Linked DNA regions of Zea mays: region 1 is linked to region 2. The links are chromatin contacts, called in public Hi-C maps. All regions are on one chromosome and are shown on one strand. Each heading gives the region's core, a stretch centred on a gene start, on an enhancer-like site or on the middle of the called end of the contact. The rest is flanking DNA. Distances are from core to core; before and after follow the strand shown.

Region 1 (2,724 bases), core at 109-2,608, 160 kb before region 2:
ATGGTTCCATGCTCATCCGGTGCTGCATGTATGTATGTACCTTTGAAATCAGAGGCTTCTTAGGCACCATTCCACCATACTTGTTCTCAACGAAAGCCTGCATGCAGCTCAAAGTACATTATCATCACTATCAAGCGTTATGTGCAGTGCAGTAAAGTACATTCATATGGAATCCTTAATGTATTACACCTTGTTTCTACTTTCTTGACGCGAGGCTGCCTTATCATGGAGGCAACAAGACACAGTGCATGACCCAACAACGCAACTAACACAAACAGGCAGGGTGGGTGCATGTTTCGTGGCTACTCTACTCTACTCTATTTCGCCAAGAAGAAACAGAAACTAGCTCCTAGGGCATGTGAAACGTGCTGCTGATGAACCGGCGGCGGCCATCCCTTAACGAAGCTGTCGCTGACAGGGACAGGGATGAAGACGAATGATTGAGGGCTGGGAAATGCTGTTCACTGCTTCTGCAAGGTCCATGCAGATGGACCCCAAGAGACGTGAGATTCCAAGCTTGTGTCTAGAGTTTGTTCACGTCATTTTCGTCTTTTGGTTCATTCCAGCGATTACTTTCCCAGCAGCAGCAACAACAAAAGGTTCAGCGATTATTCAGCAGGGCACACTCTCCTGGTGGAAGTTGGAACAGAACAGCCAGACTGTTTTTTTTTCTTTTTTACTTTGAATTACTTAATCAGATAGCACGGTTATCACTGCCTGAGATGTTCAGATACCAGCCTTAGATGATCCACATTGCATCCTGCTCCAGCACGCAAAGCAGCAGCAGCAGCAGCAGCGAGAAAAAATTCAGGCAGGCCGAGAAAGTCATGAAGCATATAGAAAACTGGAGACGCGTGGTGGATCAGAAGAACGGATCAGCCGTAAATAAAAGGGTACGACTGATCGCAACAAAGAACAAACGACTATCTCGATCGATCCATTTCAGCAAGCAAGTGCAGTGCGTGATGAATTCAGAGGGGCACCATGGCTTGGCAGGGGAGTAAGTAGAGCAGAGCAGAGCAGGTACCTGCACCTCCTGTCCCATGGCCACCGACGCCGATGAGTTGCTGCTGCCGTCGGCCATCTCTTCTCGCCGCCGCCGCCGCCGTCCTCCTCGGCTCCTGCTGCTCCACAACAAGAGAGCAATTAACACGGCTCCCAGGAAGGAGAGAGAGAGAGAGAGAGAGAGAGAGAGAGAGAGAGAGAGAGAGAGAGAGGAAGTGTGCATGCAGATGAAAGAAAGGAAGTGGATTGGATTTAGGTAGGTGAGGGAGAAGCTTGGCACGGCACGCACACGTACTGTATGGATCCAAGGGAAGGGAAGGGAGACAAACAGATATGGTGATATATGTTGGCGTGTGCCATGGATATGGATTTTGGAGCTCATATATAGAGAGAGGATGGAGTGGAGCACGCGTCTTGTGATTCCGTTCCGTGTGAAACAGAGATCCAAATCCACATCCACCAATTGCCTACTGTTTGTGTTATTTTATTTACTATTTTGCTGCTTACTCAATGTATGCTATTTATTTATTTATTTATTTATTTATTTATTTCTACAGTGGATTCGCGTATTTATTGCACCACTCAATGCTTGGGGAAAAAAGGGAGGAGAAATGATAAGAGGGGTTGACGACACCTCGGAACACATACGTGTTAACACAAGCTCAACATGCGCCATTGTATTGTACGTACGTACGTTAAATAAATCTGTGATGAGTGATTGGAAGAATATAGGGTCTGTTTAGTTCGTGGCTAACTATGATATACTTTGTCTAAGATTTGTCGTTTGAATTGAAAAACTAATCTTAGATAAAAAAAATTAGTCAAAGTGTGACAATTTAGACAGCAAACTAAACAGGCCAGTTACCACCGTATAAACTAGAGTACATGCATTTGTTCCTGTGTGTGAACTGTACGTGCTGTCGTGGTCGTCTTTTCAATTCCTTGGCTGCCGATGCATGCATGCATGATGCTTGCTTTCGTCCCTTGGCCATTACATTGTTGCGGCATGCCTTTCACTCTTTCCTTGGCTGGAGATTGCTGCTTTGCCTTGCAGCTTTTCACCTTTTTTTTCTTCCCCTTCCTACTTCAAAACAACACTGGGCTTCTTTCATGTTAGGTAGCTAGGTCAAAACGACAACTTGTGGTCACCGCTCTTGCTGCTGGGTCAGGCCAAAACCCCTTTGGTGCACCTTGCTGACTGTATGTCTGTACGCTTTCTGAATCCTGATCCTTCCTTTTGTTACATACATACTGAAACCATACATGTTTTGCCTCCATACAATACAAGCACAGTGATTTTAAGTTACATACACTTTTTAAAGTTATTTTAGGATGAGTGATTATCATCTAGTATAACAAATAGCATATACATATATAATATTAAATTTTAGCTGCTAAGTGGTCACTTTTACTTCTCCTGGCACCCTAAGTTCAATCCCGAACAGCACCACACTCACGTAAATGTACAGAACGAGTTTAAACGCCCAACTGTTTTTACCACCCTCTTCTAAATTACAGATCGCCATTTTTACTAGATACATAATAAACGTTATATGTCTAAAACCATCCATAAATTGGATACATAACAATAAAAATTTATGTATAAAAAAAAACTCAAAACATCCAATAAATTGAAACAGAGGAAGGACTACAAAATCAAAATCGGCCACAAATTAGATGCATAATGATAGAAGTTTGTGTATCCAAAAAAAATCAAAA
Region 2 (2,797 bases), core at 62-2,561:
CTCTTTAACCATCCACATGTTAGTTCTCACTTGTGTTTAGGTTTAGCACGACCATCGATCGACGTCACACTCTCTCTTAACTCTCTCTTTTTGTACAGTATAATATTAAATATGTATATTATAAAAAATATATTCTATAACATATCCACTGATACTTATTTGATACCATAAAAATTGATGATTTTTTTTCAAAAAAAATTGATCAGAGTCTAAAAAAGTAACTTAGAAATTTTTTAGAAGTATATTTATTTATGGACAGAGTGAGGATGGTGCACGGAGGGCAATACATGAATAATGCATATACGTACGTGCCAAGCTGCCAATTGAAACTTTTGCTTGAGCATCTCTGAGACATAACAAGTGAAAAACGATTGGAGGGCCAAAAAACAGGACTCAGCGCAGCCTTTCCAATATACTCCGTATATAATTTTTCGTCAATCGAGATATCACTCTAGCTTGAACCCCCTTGCAATTAAAAACTAGAAAGAAAAAGTAATACTCCCTCTGTTTCTTTTTAGTTGTCGCTGGATAGTTCAATTTTGCATTATCCAGCAACAAATAAAACGAAACGGAGGGAGTATTTTTTCTTCTCTCACCGACATCTCAGGCCCCACATCACATGTTGGCTCCTCTCTTTGCCGAAGATGTTGCTGAAGGTAAATTTGGTGTGGTAAATTTGGTGTGCTACGATCCATAGTCACAAGAAACGGGTAGTGACTCTTGATCCGGAAACGTCATCCCTGACTCTGACTCAGATACACGAGCTTATTTTCGTTATCACCATATAAAAACTCCAACATGTAAAAAAACTCTAACGGATAGCGTACCATGTTTCTCGATCCGGTTCCTCAACCCTCTATCGATTAACTTTACGACAATGCTACGGTCGAGGGCAAAGACGATCGACTAGTACGTAGTTCACTACTGTACTACACCCAATACAGGCAGATCGATCAAGTAGCTAGGCACCTGACCTACGTACCGCGGCGGGAGGCGGTTGAGCAAGCTTGAGCAGACGAGCAGCGAGAGCGCGTGCTCATAAATGCCATGCTTACTGGTGGCCGCCATCGTCGACCAGCGAGCACCGTCGTCGTCCAAGGTGATCCCAATGGCCCATGTGCGGCTGCTTCTCCCCTCCACTAGCTCCGATCACCTAGCTAGCCTCTCGCTGTACTACAGATCGGACAGGGGCCGCGCAGGCACAGGCGCAGCGTCCCAACCAATCGTATTTACTCCGATCCGCCCCGCCACTGCACAGCCGCCTTCTGCCCTCCTTCCATCGCGCTCGCTCGCTCGCTCTCCTATATAAACGCCCTGCAGTCCTGCAGCACCTACCAGTCCAGTCTCGCAGAGCAGATAGCATCAGTGCCTACTGCGGTACTGCATAGCTAGCTTAGCTTGGTCTTCGATCTCGACCAGAGCCAGAGAGTGTGGTGTGACCGTGTGAGCGACGATGGGGAAGCACGTCTGGGCGGCAGCGCTCATGGCGCTGGCCGTGATTGTCGGGCTCGGTGTGCCCCCCGGCCGCATCGCCGAGGCGCGCACCTTAGAGAAGGACGACCTGCTGGGCGGCGGCGGTGACTTTGGTGCTGGAGAGGGAGGAGGCTTCGGTGCGGGTCTTGGCCATGGCGGTGGCCTCGGGGCTGGATTCGGGGGAGGTAAAGGCGGCGGCCTTGGAGGAGGAGGCGGTTTTGGTGGAGGTGGTGGTGCTGGTGGAGGTCTTGGAGGTGGGTTTGGTGGAGGAGGAGGCCTTGGGGGAGGCGGCGGTGCTGGTGGTGGTTTTGGTGGCGGGGCTGGTCATGGTGGTGGCCTTGGAGGTGGCTTCGGAGGTGGAAAAGGTGGTGGTGCAGGTGGAGGTGGTGGTCTTGGAGGGGGTGTAGGCGGGGGCGGCGGCCTTGGTACAGGTGGAGGAGGTGGCTTTGGAGGTGGGAAAGGTGGTGGACTTGGCGGAGGTGGTGGCCTTGGCAGTGGAGGTGGTGCAGGCGTAGGCGGTGGTCTTGGAGGGGGTGCCGGTGGAGGCGGCGACCTTGGAGGTGGGAAAGGTGGTGGCCTTGGTGGAGGGGGTGGCCTCGGCGGTGGAGGTGGACTTGGCGGTGGTGCAGGTGGGGGCGGCGGCCTTGGTGCCGGTGGAGGAGGTGGCTTTGGAGGTGGGAAAGGTGGTGGTCTTGGTGGAGGTGGTGGCCTCGGTGGTGGAGGTGGTGCAGGCGAAGGCGGTGGTCTTGGAGTAGGTGCCGGTGGAGGAGGTGGACTAGGCGGTGGTGCCGGTGGCGGGTTTGGTGGTGGCGCAGGAGGAGGTGTTGGTGGAGGTGGTGGCCTTGGTGACGGTGCTGGCGGTGGTGCTGGAGCTGGCAGTGGTCTTGGAGGAGGTGCTGGTGGAGGAGGTGGACTAGGCGGTGGTGCCGGTGGCGGGTTTGGTGGTGGCGCAGGAGGAGGTGTTGGTGGAGGTGCGGGAGGCGGTGCTGGCGGTGGTGCTGGAGCTGGCGGTGGTCTCGGTGGTGGTGCAGGCAGTGGTGTCGGTGGTGGGTTTGGAGGAGGCAAAGGCGGAGGCTTTGGTGGTGGGATTGGCGGGGGCGGGGGCGCAGGTGGTGGTGCCGGTGGTGGGTTCGGAGGAGGCAAAGGTGGCGGTTTTGGTGGTGGCAAGGGAGGTGGTTTTGGCGGAGGCGCCGGTGGTGGGTTCGGAGGAGGCAAAGGTGGTGGTTTTGGCGGTGGCAAGGGAGGTGGTTTCGGCGGAGGTGCGGGTGGTGGCTTTGGAGGAGGCAAGGGTGGTGGTTTTGGCGGAGGTGCAGGTGGTGGCTTC

Evidence for each region. Hi-C and Micro-C count contacts between places; a contact is called where the count stands out from the background.
Region 1: a contact with region 2 is called in a Hi-C map of ear, with 2.6 times the contacts expected there. The contact joins the promoter of LOC100281935 here to the promoter of LOC103633591 in region 2. A contact is called at or near these places in 3 of 25 Hi-C or Micro-C datasets (ear, leaf and tassel).

Annotation. Positions count from the first base shown.
Region 1 is chr7:183,501,515-183,504,238 of Zm-B73-REFERENCE-NAM-5.0, reverse strand. It overlaps LOC100281935 (negatively light-regulated protein), which reads right to left and starts at 1,358. Exons shown (of 7, transcript NM_001154854.2): 1 at 1,301-1,358; 2 at 1,028-1,124; 3 at 41-97. The coding sequence starts at 1,084. LOC732810 (LON2 protein) reads right to left here. Exons shown (of 20, transcript NM_001112425.2): 20 at 2,700-2,724.
Region 2 is chr7:183,339,811-183,342,607 of Zm-B73-REFERENCE-NAM-5.0, reverse strand. LOC103633591 (glycine-rich cell wall structural protein) reads left to right here and starts at 1,311. Exons shown (of 1, transcript XM_008655286.4): 1 at 1,311-2,797. The coding sequence starts at 1,454.